Regions from separate parts of the Zea mays genome. Here region 2 is linked to region 1. A link is a contact called in public Hi-C data. All regions are on one chromosome and are shown on one strand. Each heading gives the region's core, a stretch centred on a gene start, on an enhancer-like site or on the middle of the called end of the contact. The rest is flanking DNA. Distances are from core to core; before and after follow the strand shown. Region 1 holds the start of LOC109941441. Region 2 holds the start of LOC100193052.

What was found. A called contact is a pair of places that touch in the nucleus more often than the background predicts.
Region 2: a Hi-C map of endosperm shows a contact between it and region 1, with 2.2 times the contacts expected there. The contact joins the promoter of LOC100193052 here to the promoter of LOC109941441 in region 1. A contact is called at or near these places in 2 of 25 Hi-C or Micro-C datasets (endosperm and leaf).

What each region holds. Positions count from the first base shown.
Region 1 is chr8:101,416,379-101,423,986 of Zm-B73-REFERENCE-NAM-5.0, forward strand. It overlaps LOC109941441, which reads right to left and starts at 4,640. Exons shown (of 4, transcript XM_020542403.3): 1 at 4,291-4,640; 2 at 3,379-4,177; 3 at 3,026-3,243; 4 at 572-1,493. The coding sequence starts at 4,138. The coding sequence ends at 933.
Region 2 is chr8:101,558,905-101,566,512 of Zm-B73-REFERENCE-NAM-5.0, forward strand. LOC100193052 reads left to right here and starts at 2,787. Exons shown (of 3, transcript NM_001138220.1): 1 at 2,787-2,872; 2 at 3,004-3,077; 3 at 4,248-5,195. The coding sequence starts at 2,853. The coding sequence ends at 4,987. LOC109461487 reads left to right here. Exons shown (of 3, transcript NM_001347996.1): 3 at 1,260-1,911. The coding sequence ends at 1,562.

The sequences.
Region 1 (7,608 bases), core at 3,390-5,889:
CAGACAATACTAGCTGTATGGACGTTCTGTCATTTTTCCTTTCCTTCTGGTCTTTCAGATGGACCAAAGTAATTTGACAATTGTGGTATTTGTTAGCTTTCAAGGCTGCGTCCAAACTTTTGATTGCAATTTATGTAGCACAAAATCGTATCTTTCTGTTCTGGAGAGGAAACACTATATCTTGAACGAGAACGAACAATACAGATAGAGCCTTCCTAGCTGCCTGGAGTTTTGTATAGTCCACCTGTTATCAGGTAGACAGTGCTGTATATCTTGAACCGACAGAGGATGCTTTGTGATAAGCAGTCTGTCTTAAACAAAGGCAAAAAAAAAAATTGAATGCTTCACAAATGTTCAAAACGTAGCAGGTACCGTACCATGCAGTGCAGGAGCTAATGGATTTGCTCACATCCGAGCTGTGAAAACTGAAAAGCTTCATCGCCACTGGAACTCTCCCAAGAGAACGAACGAAAGGGCCAATGTTTCTACGACTTCACACACGAGTAAACCGAAGGTTGAAGTGCCGATGCCTTGAAAGCTAAGATAACAATTCTACAATTCCGATGCACAATTTAAAACTGAAAGGAGGCTCTTCAGTTTCTAGTCAGTTAGAATCACAATTCCGTTCAGCTCTGGATGCTCGCACACCTGAACGCTCCAGTCTGTTTGTAGCCACTCATCATATCTGCCTCAAACAAGCATGAGAACCCAGCAAAAGGTGAAGACCACCATGGCCGCACCAAAAGGTGAGCTCTGCCTGGATTTTCAGGTTTTATTTAAAATATTACCTGAGAACCCAGCAACACAACCCCACCACCACCACACAAAAAAAATGATGCATTTAGACAAATAACAAGAGTAGAATAAACCCTTCCAATGCAACACTACTACACTTCCACCGATGATGCTTAACAACGAACAGGCGAACCCATTTAAAGCCGTGGATCTACCATCGACCAAGTAACCTTCACACAAATCGTAGCGTCACCTAAAGTGAGTACGAATTCGTGTCCACCGTTCCATCTAGGAGTAACTTCAACGCCTGTAGAGACACCAGCAGCGGTCGTTGCGAAAATTTTCAGCTTGTCCATCACAGAGACCGATACAACAGGTCGCATCAATTGAATCAAACCATGACATTTATCACCTCCTACTTGGCTATCAAACAGCACAATCCTCCTCTTGCTTCTGGTGGTGTGGGCAGTCATTGCTCCATAGAATTCCCCCTGTGTAACTTCAGCTGCAACAGTTGCCTCCACCGCACATTCCACAACGTCATATGTCACATCCACAGTACTGAGCCTGGTAGCAAGAGATACTGTTTCAGGCTCACATTTGTCAAACACTTGATTGCCTGGGATCCTCACGATCCCCTTACTGAATTGTTTGCAATGCCCTTGACGATCCTTGACCCAGAGATCAGTCTGAACATAATCAGCATCGTACCACAATGCAAGTCCCCGTTTTGGGCCAGTCAAGATCAATGATTCTTCCTGCATGTGAAAAAGGTGTAAAATGACAGGCTAGTGGCATGCGTACATATTTTCCTAGAAAAAGATGTTTCAGATCAATGTTATGGTAGAATCGAGTAGACAAAGGCAGTGTGGTATTTGATGGATTGGTAGGATGGTTTTCAAGATTCTTTTAGGCGTATAAAACTTTTCCTATTACAGTGTACCCTGCTTTGGGTGGGCTAGGAGCTGCTACCATAGCTCTAAAATATTCAGTGATTTTATACTAGGGTTTCACAAATGTCGAGGACATATTGCATAGTAACGAAAGTGCTTCTGCTCCAACTACCTGATAGCTAACTCAAATAGCAGCTGCAAAGGTAGTTACAATTGCCCTCTGCAAGGACTCTGACCTTTTAGACAGGCTATATGCTCTAAGTCTTATGATTGGAGCTGCTGCTGGAACTGTTTTGGAGGGCGTCGGTAGCTTATTTAATAATTTCAACTTTACTGAGGGTAATGTTGTCGTTGCACTGCCACAAGCCTAGGCTCTGGTTTGCTTTGCAACTCACTTTTCCTGATGCGATAAGTAATGATGTGCACTATCTCTATTTTTCTGTAGGTCAGAATGGCTGCTACACTAGCTTCAGTCTATTCATTCCCATTGACTTCAATATTGCTTCTCTTTGAGCTGACGAAGGATTACATGATTTTGCTTTCTTTCATGGTAAGTGTTAAATGTCAGTGCAGCCTTACTATATTTTTGTGCAGCTGCTATTCATGTGTCGTCCTTGTATACGTATGCATTTCTTAAAGACACCATTAATTTTGTTCATAGATATTACCAAGCAATTAACAATCTATGCCCTACCTAATTCTCCATGTTAATTTCAGTGCAGAAGATATAGATAACTAACACATGTACTTTTCCCCATTTTCTATTAATTGTACACCGATTTATGTGGATTTTAACCTTTTTTTTTACTGATTCCACATATCGGTCCATTGCATGGAGACATCACAACTTCACTTTCCAAAAGTCATCACTCCGAGGAAAACATGTATGCTTAACACATTTCCTGTTTGTTTTTCTAAATATGCACCTTTTAATTTGTATATTTGCTAGCCATGATGTAAATAATAGTAAATTAACCTTAAATTCATCTATTACACACAATAGAGTTATCAGCCTCTATTATGTTGTCCTTAAGATCATTAATCTGAAACTTAGAATGTTGACATCTAGATTGCTGATGCTGCTACATTTGTAGACTTAATTGTTCTACTACCGTGGACAATTGTTTGTTTAGATATATCCACATATGCTTTGCTCCATATATCTAAAACAACACGCTTTTAAATGTGTTCAGCATTGATCGAAGACTCGCGCTAGGCGCGAGCAAGTTACTAGTATAAATCAATTGCAGGTCAAGAGTATATAGATCTTAGCCTCCCTCCCTCTCCCTTTGCATACAGTCATACATATGAAAAAAAAGGAGAGCTAGCTAGCAACCTGAAATAACAGGAATGATGCGATTAGGGAGGGAGGGAAGGAAGAAGTTGTAGGTACGTACATTAGAGCTGATGAGTTGGCAATGGTCATTATCTCGGCGGAAGAGGTAAACACACTTGTAGTCGATGCAGTCCCTGGCAACAACGGTGCCATAGACTTGGATGGGGAAGTCGATATCCGAGCATGCAATCTTGACAGATAGGATGTTTATCGACGCACAATTCACACACATCTTGTCTTGCCAGGGTCTGTTGGTAAATCTCATCGGACCAACGGGCGCTGTGAGGAAGCACATGTAATGAACTAATGATATATGTATAATGGAACCAATAAGCAGGAACAAATCACACATGCTGACATGCAGTCAAGAACATGAGTCAGTTAAGAATTACTGTGACTGCCTGAGGAACTTACACTCCTCTGTGTGGTCGAAGGTGTAGATGTTGCCGACACAGCAGATACTGTTGAGGTATTCGCCACCCTGCTTGACATCGAAGTCGATGATGCGTGCCAGACCTTCACACTCGCGGGCGCCGCTCATGTCCCCCTGGTCCTGGAGTTGACGCGCCTTCTGCAGCTTCTCCTCCCTCAGCCTCTCCGCCTCCGCCGCCCGGTCGGCCTCGGTCATGCCGGAGAGATCTAGAGGCCTCTTCAGGTTGGCGAGGCGCGAGTACTCGCGCGTCAAGGCCTGTCGGCGCGTCGTCAAGCGGAGCAGGAACTCGTCGGCTGCTGCTCCAAGCTCCTCTCTGGCGAGAATCCTGTCATCTGTTGCGTCCTCGAATAGCAACCGCAGACAGGTCATGCGCTCCTCCAACTCCTGCGCCTCTTGCCGCGTGTGCGTCGTCCTCTTGTCTGCCTCCTCCGGCGGCATCAACCAAGGCAACGCCTCTGCTGATCGGTCGAACTCGCTCATGCCTGAGAGATCCAGATCCAACTTGGCAGATGCGAGGCGCAACCACTCCTGCAACAAGGACCGTCGCTGCTCCTCGCCGAATCGGCTGCCAGCGACAAGCCTTGCGGCCGCAATTTTGTCCCTGAGAGAGTCCAGGCGCTCCTCCAACTCCTGCGCCTCTGGTGGCCCCGTCCGCCTCCTCTTTGTCTCCTCCAACTCCTGCGCCTCTGGTGGCCCCGTCCACCTCCTCTTTTCCTCCGCCGATGTCTCCCCCTCCGCCATGATCGATCGTTCCACGATGAACACCCCGAAACGCCTTTGCTGAACAAGGGGGAAAAGCCGATCTAGGTCTTGAGCTTTTATGATGAATTTATATGGAGAGAAGACTCAAAGGACACATAGAGACCTAGATCGGCTGCCAGCACGCTGAGTACCTTGACATCGAGTCACTAGAGACCTGGCAGCCTGGTGCTGGCGGCTGGCGCTGGACCTCCGCGCGCTGCCAGCCTGGCAGTAGTGCTGGCCGCTGGGTCCTGGGTGTGGCCGCGTGGGGCAGGGCGGCGCTGGTGGTGCTGGAGCTGGACTGCTGGGTGTGGGATTGCCGGAGCCGGATTGGGGACACGGCGACAGGGATTGGGGAATGGGGACAGGGCGGCCGCCACGACGAGAACAGACGGGTGGGTTTGCTGAGACCGAGCTAGGGTTAAGAGCAAATCCAACAGTCTCCTAAACAATTGTTCCCAAAAACTATGTATTAGGGGTTCCGCTAAAAACCTTTTTCCCTAAAATCTTATCTTCGCACAGCAGTTCCATAATAATTTACTCCCCAATACTTTAAACTTGTGACACGTCATCAATTATGGGACTATCTTCTACCCACCGTCAAGAGTCCTTCATACTAATTGCCTGCCAAAACATGGGATTCTGGGAGCTCCTCTGGCACATGTAAGACTAGCAAGCCGGTGATTCAGAGCAAAGCTTGCGACGCGTTCAAATTACATTCTGATGTTCATAGGAGTGGAAATGTAGGAGTCGTATACTTTGTAGAAACCGACTGCATCATAAAAATAAGTTGCCAACTAGCATATATTATGATGTTCACGGTACATGGAATGAAAGAAACAACGGCGACATCATATATATGCTATGCAGGAATTAAGCACACGATCATGCATAAAAATAAGCTAGCAACTGGCATGCACGCCAATGCCATCACTAAAAGCAAGCTTCCACTCTGAATATGAACATCAAATCTATGTCAGCACTTCATAGGGTAGGGTCCTTCATGCTGATTGACTGCTAACACATGGGGCACAGGAGCTCCTCTGGCACTTTTAGGATCAATCACGATGGTCAGAAGTAGTATCAAGACAAGTAAACAGGCAATTAAGAGCAGAGCTTGCGAGAGATTCAGATTTACGCCTGCACATCGCGTTCAGCACTGATCGATAGAACAGCTGCACAGTGCATCGCATTCAGCTCTGATCGTAGCGACAGAACAAACACGGAGAAACAGAAACAATAAGAAGCAATCACAGTCAGGTAGGTTGAGCGAGTCTACTCCTCAGCACTCGAGGATGCACTGGAGGTGGAACTCGTGCTTGCAGCTGGTCTCCTCTCAGCAGGGGCACGTACCTGTACCACAGAGGGGTCGCTGGAGGTGAAGGCCTCGAGAGTCGAGACAGATGTTGCAAGCGTCAACGTGGTCGTCCTGGACGCCGCCCTCCACAAAAGGTCGTCCCATCTGCACGGCTGCCCGTCTTTCCACCACCAGCTACTGGATGCGCACGAAGGGGAAAGAAGTCGCGGGAAGCTACTGGATGCGCGTGCTCGAGTGGATTGGGGAAATGTTTGCCTCACCAATATATGCGGGACGCGTCGATGTGGATGCGGGACGCTGTAAAATTACGGAGAAGATTAGGAGTCTGTTGGAGGCGAGAAAATGACAGTCCAATGCGAAAAAGTTTTTTTTCGGGTTGGTTTACAGTATTTGTTGGAGTTGCTCTAAGACTGTCTCCAGCAGCGTCCCCTAAATTCCGTCCCCTAAAAGAATATTCTTTGTCCTTTACAGAACACTCTAAAAGATTCTGTCCTCTATATATTCTCAGTCTCCAGCAGCGTCCCCTAAATTCGGTCCCCTAAAGCTACAGTGTTAACAGATTCTCTTTTTCCATTTCTTTTTCAGTTTTCTTTGTTTTCTTCCCAATTCACGCTACAGAAATGATGCGTCAAAAAGTGTATTTATTAATTTTTAAATTAATAAATTCGAATTGTCAATATTAATTACCATTGCCTGTTGTGTTCTGTGTAACTGTTGTCGATAAAGCGTCGCATAGTATTTTATCAGTACGAAAATATGTTTTCAAATTGACAAGCTTCCACCATAAGCCAGAACTCTTCTTCGAGAAGCCATGGACTTGCTTCCCCTGCACGGCAACCGGATGGCTTCTCTCCGAAGCGTACCTCCTTTATAAATACCGAGTGAGCCTTGCATACTTCACTCAACCTTGCCTTTACAAATTCCACAACAATGAACCCGTACTTAGAATCGAATTTTCTTGTTAGGTTGATGGAAGAAATGGAAGAGGAAGAAGAAGAATTGGAGTTAGCGAGGCACATGCTCAATAGGAGGCGGCGTGCACGCAACAAGCGTCGTCATGGTGGTTCCATTCCAGGGCGTGTTAGGATTTATCGTGATCACATGAGCGGCGATGCAAGAATCCGAGCGGACTACTTTGGAGCGCAACCGGTGTACACGGATGCTCAATTTCATAGGAGGTATTTCAAATGCCCACATTCATTTTTCCATGTACATAACTTCATGACCCCTATTATGATACATTAATTTTATGGTAGGTTTCGTATGCGTCGCCATGTGTTTGAGCGCCTTGTTGATGTTGTGCAACAAGTGGATCCATACTTTATTCAGCGTCCAAACTGTGCGGGTGAGATTGGTCTTTTTGCTCTACAGAAAGTTGTTGCTGCTGTTCGAATCCTTGCTTACAGTATTCCGGCTGATGCCGTTGACGAATACGTACGCATTGGTGAATCCACGGCTCATGAGGCATTGAAACACTTTTGCACGGCCGTCCAAACCGTGTTTGCTCCATACTATCTCCGTGCACCCAATGCAGAAGATATCGCACGCCTTCTCCAAGTTGGCGAGTCACGTGGGTTTCCTGGTATGCTTGGTAGTGTTGATTGCATGCATTGGGAGTGGCGTAACTGCCCAAGTTCATGGAAGGGCATGTTTACAGGGCGCGGTAAACATCCTACCATGATCTTGGAAGCTGTTGCGTCGTATGACCTGTGGATATGACATGCATATTTTGGACTGCCAGGTAACTGCAACGACATAAACGTTCTCCACCGTTCAAACCTATTCCAAAGGCATCTGAGCGGTGACACACCTCATGTTTCATTCACTGTGAATGGTCACACGTACGATATGGGATATTACCTAGCAGACGGGGTTTACCCTGACTGGCCCGCATTTGTGAAGACAATCCATAATCCGTACGACGTTAGAACGCAACACTTTGCCACAATTCAAGAGTCTGCTCGAAAGGATATTGAACGAGCTTTCGGTGTACTCCAGAAGCGATGGGGTGTGGTGCATGGCCCTGCTTACGGTTGGAGTCCTGAACACATTGGGGACATCATGAAAACTTGCATAATATTGCACAACATGATAGTAGAAGACGAAGGTCCATTGGCTTTGAACACAACTTTTGAAAACATCGGAGTGGTGG
Region 2 (7,608 bases), core at 1,537-4,036, 140 kb after region 1:
CAATTACACACATCATGAAGTATACAGATCACTTTGCAATGAGAAAGTGCTCAACAGTGATAAATGATCATTGAACAGATTTATTCACTAGTAAATCAGCCTATGCTGCCATACATGAATGTCACTGAACCCATTCATCATCGAGAATCACATTCAAACCTGCAGTTACAATTCAGCCTTTGATCAATAATAACTGCTTGTTCGAGGAATAACGTGCTAAACAGGAAATTAGCATTAGATATTGCACATATAATGACATGTAGGTGAGTGCAACACACTTACATAGTCCTTGCAGTGAAGCAGGACAGAGAGGCAAAGCACATTTGCGCGTGTCCCAGAAAATTATTCACCCCTTCTATACCAAGGTAGTGCAGGTGTTATCTTTGGAGACATGGTGCTGCTGTGCCAACTGCAGGGTACGCTAAAACTGGCGCCCAAGTAGCAGGAGATCGCTGCTACTCAGAGCGCCCCAAACTGCAGTCTAAAAGTGATAAACAACTGCAGTCTCTATTTGAAGGCTCAAATTTGGCTAGGTTCTGTTTATATAATAGGGAACATTGCTGCCTCATTCACTCTGGCAAATTTTGTTGGAGTTATTCATAATGCCCTTATTCTGTTTTCTTCTTTTCCCTGAGACCAACATGAAAGAAAGGAAATTAGTGCAAGCTTAATTCACTCAGCTGAGACCAACGCCTGGATTGGCAGATCCATATTTTGTAAATTTCTTGAGTCAATGTCTGGGAGTGGGAGCAACCTGTATGCATCGTCATCATTAACTTCAAGTATCATGCTTCCACGCATTGCTGATACTGATACTGAGTGCACAATTGTTTGATCACAAGGAGAGAGCTGAACAGGCTGCCAACCTGAGTTATTATATAAAGATTCTTTTAGGGTTATTTACTCTGATAAAAAGTTAGTAAGATTCTCTGTTTAAATCTTTATGTGATTATTAAACTGACCCAAGCGAATCCATGTTAAATATTTCTACATAACCCACATTTTAGTTTTGATATACATCCTAGTGAATCCAAACATTACATTTAGATTTTAGTAGTTGACAATGAATTTCTTTGGTCATGTGATGCTCTGCTTGAGGACACCTAATCTCACATTTTTCTCGTCTTTGTTTACTGTCCATCAAAATCCTGTTGGTTGGTGGTGATAATCGCAAACATTTTTTTAGAAAGAAACAAAATTCTTAGACTCTATGACTCCTGTAAGACCAACAATAATTACATTATGTTTGACTTATGCAGTTTGATCCCAATGGAAGACAGTGCTTGACCATGGAAGGCTACAGGAAAATTGGACAAATAATGAGGCGCCTGGCTGATCGCCATTGCAATGGGCAAATACTGGTTGTCCAGGAAGGGGGTTACCACATCACTTATTCGGCATATTGTCTGCATGCTACACTGGAAGGAGTTTTGGATCTGGAAGCCCCGCTGCTTGATGACCCAATCGCTTATTATCCGGAGGATGATAAATACACTATGAAAGTCGTTGACATGATAAAGAGCTACTGGAAGGAATCGGTTCCTTTCCTAAAGGAAATTTAGAGGAAATAATGTTCGCGCCCTCAATGTTCAAATTGCAGGAAACTCCACATTCCTGGACATCTTCAATTGAATTGGGAAGAACATTGCACGTCTACGTTTTCAGGCCGTTTAAGATTATCTGATTGACAGTTTCACGCCTAACATTGTACAGGATAGATTAAGAACATTGTTTGCTGCTGCTCTTGAATTTCTGCAATCAGGATCTCGTCAGCCTATTTTTGATAAACAGTCGATCTTTTTTTTTTCCCTGAGATGCTTTTGGCGGCAGTAGAAGGTAGGCGGTGCTTGAGAGTGACAGAGGGCCATGTAACCAGGGGATAAATCTTGATTGACTAGTCCAAGCAAAGGGTGATGCTCGCTACCAGAACTTGAATGTGTTTTTTTTTCCCATCAGGTTCATCCTAGGCATCTGATGGTACTACAAATTGCAGCATGCCGGGACAGTGAATTCCAGTGCATGAATGAAGCATATATGCGCTGGCAGGAAAAAAGGCCCAACGTTGATGCCAAAGAATCGTAATCTTTCCGGAAATGACCTGGAGGAAGGAACGGATTTTTTAGTTTTTTTAAATCATGTGTATGCTTCTTATGAAACTAAGATCACTTTTGACCATAGGATTGGCGTTATATTCAATATATGTTCAAGAGACAATCATGGTCAATAAGAACGTCAAATATAGAAGGGCTGACGTAGACGCCGTTGTCTCTCGCTACTGTGCGGTGGTAATTTGAACCTTTTGTCCAACGTCTTCCTCGCCGTATTGCATCGGATTCTTGCATATATTTGCTGCACTTTCTACGTCAATTACTATTTGATTCGTGGCTAACTGTGTCACATTTTACTTAAGATTAATTTTTTAAATTGAAAAATCAATCTTAAACAAAAAGTTAGATAAAGTGTGGCAATTTAGGCAGCAAAGCGAAGTCAATCCGAGGAAGTATATCCCCTTCCTATAACCAGTAAACAAACAGGGTCTAATCATTCTAACTCCATTTAGAAGTTTGACTTTCCTTCTCTCACCTGTTTTTGTGCGTTGTCAATTCCCAAGCGAACCAAAACCATCCATTGACAGGCAAGGCAGCTACAGTTACGGGCGTGACGCCCGCGTGAAACCAGCGTCTCGTGCATCCTACGGCCACCGGCTTTCCCCATTTTGTCCTTAACTCAAACGCGCAAGCCACCCCCTCTTCGCTTCCGTTCCTGTCCTCTCCTCTGTCCCTCTACGGTGCTTCTGCTCGCCGGCCCAAAATCGCCTCATCGACCACGCCCCCTTCCAGGCTCCCGTCTCCATGGGTCTCCTCTCAAACAGGTCAACTCTCAGATCCAATCTTTCTCTGGTATTTGTTCCTAGAATCATCCGTATTGGCTAGTCTCACATCTCTGCAGGGGCGGTTATTTTTTTTCCTTCTTTTGTGTGATTTTTTCTTTGTGTTGGGACAGGATTGGGAGGGAGAGCCTCAAGGCGGGGGATCATATCTACTCCTGGAGGGCGGCGTGGGTCTACGCGCATCACGGTGAGGTGATTCGTATTGTATTGCTTTTGCATATGCTTACTCCGTTGTATTTAAACTTCGATTGGACGATTGGATCACATTAAATTGCCAAGGTTTTGGGCTCATGAATTGGCGAAATGGGACTTGGTTTAAATTTTATGCTACGAATTTGCTAAATGGGGACTTGGATCACATTTTATAAGCTCAATGCTAAAAACAAGCATACGGATTTGCATATCAGATTCTATATTCTATTTATTTGCAATCAAAGATAAAAGACCAAAAAATTGATATCCAAATAAGTATATGCTTTCATCCCTATTCTTATCGCCGATGTCGGGTGCTTTGGGTTAGGAGGGGATTTCTTTGAAGTCTGAACTGAAAATGATTTTAGGATATAGATCTAGTTAGCTTCTTGGGGGTTGGATTGATTCTCTAGATATCAACACCAGCACCACTAAATGCTGTGCATGCTCTGTCGCACCGATCTTCAGAGTTTGAAGTATAAACTCAATAGGAGTTCTATGTCAGACCAAACAAAATAGACAAGTTCCATTTGGAACTAGATAGATCCCCCTAATCCCGTGGAAATTGAATTGATCCCTGTGAAATTTTTGCCTTCAGATGCCTCCGTACTGCCTACCTTCCTCCTCTTCTTTTTATTTATCATTTCCCAAAAATTTCCTCCCCCATGGATCCCTCCAAATAACGTTTAGGGCTGGTTTGGTGATGAGATTTGGAGGGGATCCATGGGAGAGGAAATACCTTGTTGAATAGCAAGAGATTTCCTCCCCCGTGGATCCCTCTAAATCCTTTGTCTCCAAACCAGCCCTTAGTACTTTGCCGTATGCATAGATGTTTTTGGCCTTTGATCACCTTTTGACAGGTGCTACATGGGAAAAATGAAATTGTTATTACAGATTGTATATCGTTGGGTAACCTTGTAGGAATAGGAAACGTTGTAGGTATTTTTTTTGGGGGGTTGGGGGGATTTTCTTATGTACCATGAATGTTCCCCTTACCTGTTATATGCCACTCCCACGCATTGTGTCACTGAGACAGTGACCTAAACACTGAACCCACCTTGTGAATTGTGATGCATTGAGGAGTTTTTAATGGACACAGTTCTATGCAATTTGAGGCGCCATTCACAGTAAATTTGTTACAGATGTAACCATACGTTTCTCGCAGGAATATATGTGGGCGATGATAAGGTGATCCATTTCACAAGAGGAAGAGGACAGGAGGTCGGAACAGGAACTGTCGTCGATATTATTCTTGTGAGTTCCACCCCAAAACGAAGCAACACGCCTTGCCCGGTGTGCACCGACGAAACCAGCGACAGCAGCACAGAGACGAACGGCGTGGTATCCTCCTGCCTCAGCTGCTTCCTAGCTGGGGGTGCTCTCTACCGTTTCGAGTACGCAGTCAACCCGGCGCTCTTCCTCGCCAAAGCGCGAGGAGGGACGTGCACGCTCGCTCCCTCTGACCCTGACGACACGGTGGCTCGCCGCGCCAGATACCTGCTGAGCAACGGTTTCAGGTGCTACAACCTGTTCAAGAGCAACTGCGAGGACTTCGCGATATACTGCAAGACTGGCCTTCTTGTCGCTGAGCAGGGCGTTGTCGGGCAGAGCGGGCAGGCTATCTCCATCATCGGTGGACCTCTCGCCGCGGTGGTCTCGACCCCATTCCGCTTGGTTACCACGAACATCTATGGGATGGCGGTGATGGCCGTCGGGGTGTACTGCGCGAGCAGGTATGCAGCTGATATTGGCAACCGCCGTGATGTGGTGAAAATGGAAGTCGAGGACCTGACGGCCGGACTGGCCAGCGGCAGGATATGTGCTGTGGAGAACATCGCCCAGCTGGTGGCTCCGGAGGCAGAAGGCCCGGCCGATGCCACGGCCACGGCCACGCTGGCTGCTTAACGGACCATTGTGCCATTGTTGCTGTGAGAGAGATGTGCGTCAGCCAACATGTGTGCTATTGCTTTGGCTTATTTGTGTTCAGAATCCACTTAAACTCGGTCGAAGTGAGCTTTCCGTTCGGCAACGTCTGTACTCTTACGAATCTCGATCGTGTATGTCTTTAAGTATTGTGTTGTGTTTCAAAGATAAAAAAAGGTGACCTTTGTGTATGATTTTTTATACACGTTGTCTCTTAGCTGCATTGATAGTCTAAGGTCTCAGAATTGTACCATGCAATCATAGTGTACCATGCAATCATAGACGACCTGTTGCCTACACGCTGCCACGGTGGACGGTCCAATGCGCAACCACGAACTGTTTGATGCCTACTGTGGACGATCCAGTAACCTGTTACGAACCGTCCGACATTTCGTAGAGCCGATCTTAAGGTTCTACGCATCACGTGAAGACCTAAAGGGTTGTTAGTATTTGGCAAAAAAAAAACGGCAACATCGTAAATGTATCTAGATTGGTCACGTGGACATAGCATCGTCGAACTTATTATGATAATAGTTTCATAATGGAGTGATTTTTTTCATCAATATAGAGGTAGTCAAATCAAATGTGTGTACTGGATACCATGTCCATGTCCAAAATATCTTACATCTGCGAACACAGAAAATACCTTTTGGCAAGAACAACAAAAAGGAACAGAGAAAGTATCAAACAAAAGTGCCGAATTTTTATTACATTCTTTCTATATCTCACATATATACCCGTTGATCCCTTCATAATGCATGATCTGGATATGCTGTACATATGGTCTATATAAATTACTCCTGAACATGATCACAACCAGAAAAAAAAGAAAAGTGTGCATAAAACAATCACAATCGCGGCCTACAGAGAGCTGCTTCCAGCCCTTGACAAGCCAATGCACTGCTCCAGACGTCCTCGTCGCCGGCATAGCCATCCTGTAGGCTCATGGCGTCCTCGGGTATCGGATCGAACGTCTCGTACTTGGCCCCAAGATGCCACGTTGACGGTAGGACCAGATCCCCGCCGTCCGGTAGCAAACCGAGCGAGTCGTAGCAGCGCTAAACGCCCCAAGCGCCTCGGCACCAGGGGTTATAATTTCGGACCGAAACTGCCCATGCAATCCAACCCTAACCCATGTCAAATCCTATTAAAAAGATTTATAAATTTTAAATTTATTTGAATTTGATCTGAACTTGCTTTTCGGCCGGTGGCAACTATTTTAAAATCCCGGAATTGTAAACCCTCCTCGGCGCACTACGGCACTAGTCGGGTCATTGTGGCGGGGTGGCGCTTGTTGGCTCCGCGCTCGTCATGGCGAACAGCTCGCCAAATCCGTCTCGCGTCGTGAACGACTGATGATCCTGTGGTGGGACGTCGACGACGGGGCTCAAACGTCACCCGTCGACTGGGGTCTGTTCGGTTAATTTCCAATCCATGTGGATTGAAGGAACTAGGTATGTTTAAATCAACGTCAAGTCAAAATTAATTCCAATCTATTCTAAAATCCACACCAATCTACCTTAACATTTAGCCTACTTGCGTTTTTATTATACTTGCTCCAAGAAAATAGTATTCAGACAATTAACCGGACCCTAAAGCGCGCACCGCGTGATCAGTGCTTGAAAATGTGTTGTGCCATCGATCCCAGTGATGCCTTTGCCGAACCGAGTGAGCCCAGCAAAAAGACACTTCTTCATCGGGCCATCGGACAAGCCTAACCCTCCGTGCCATCTGAAAAGTCGCATGAAGAACTACCACGCGGTCGTGGACGTTGCGTGCAGCGTCAGCGGGCAGCCACGGCTCAGCTGGCATAGCAGTGGCCACCTAGTCGTCGGCCGCTAGGCGCTGGCGTCCAAATTCTACGCTGGTGCCGACGTGGTCGTACTACTTGTTGGATAAACGTGGGTTTGATCCAATTAATATTCAATAATAGTTAATATTAATGACCAACTTTAAATGTTATGCTGTACTAATAAATTTGCATCATATTGGAAGTTTAAATGACAAATCAATCAACTTAAATAGGTGGACCGTTGATGCATCTATTGAGAATTTGAGAAAAAGGATGAAGGACTGACACGCGCACGCGTCGCCGTGGCCGTGGCTCATGGTAGATCATACCTTTATTCGAATATTCCTTTCATATGGTTGCACATTTTAACTAGAGTTATGACCGTCCATTTTCTGTCTTCTAGCTAGTAATGGGCTGTCACTTACTGTCGTCGGTTTCTAGTTCTGATGGCTCGACCGTCTTTCCGCTGTCCTTCTCCCTCCTTCTGACTGCCTATAAGAATGGAGAGGGAGGATTCTCTTCGGTTGCGCGGGATATCATCTCTCACGAATTGCAAACAACATATCCCCGTCCCATCTTCTGCGAGCACAGGGAGAGTGGGAGAGCAGGCCTCCGAAATCACCCACTACAGGAAAACAGTTAATTCCCGTCGGCCAGGAACCGACGAGAATAAGCATTAAACCGACGGGAATAAGTAATTCCCGTCGGTTTAGGACTTATTCCCGTCGGTTGTCAGCCGCCAGGCGTCCCTTGTCGGGGATAAGGTTATTCCCGCCGGCGGCCGACAGGAATAATTAATCCCCGTCGGCCA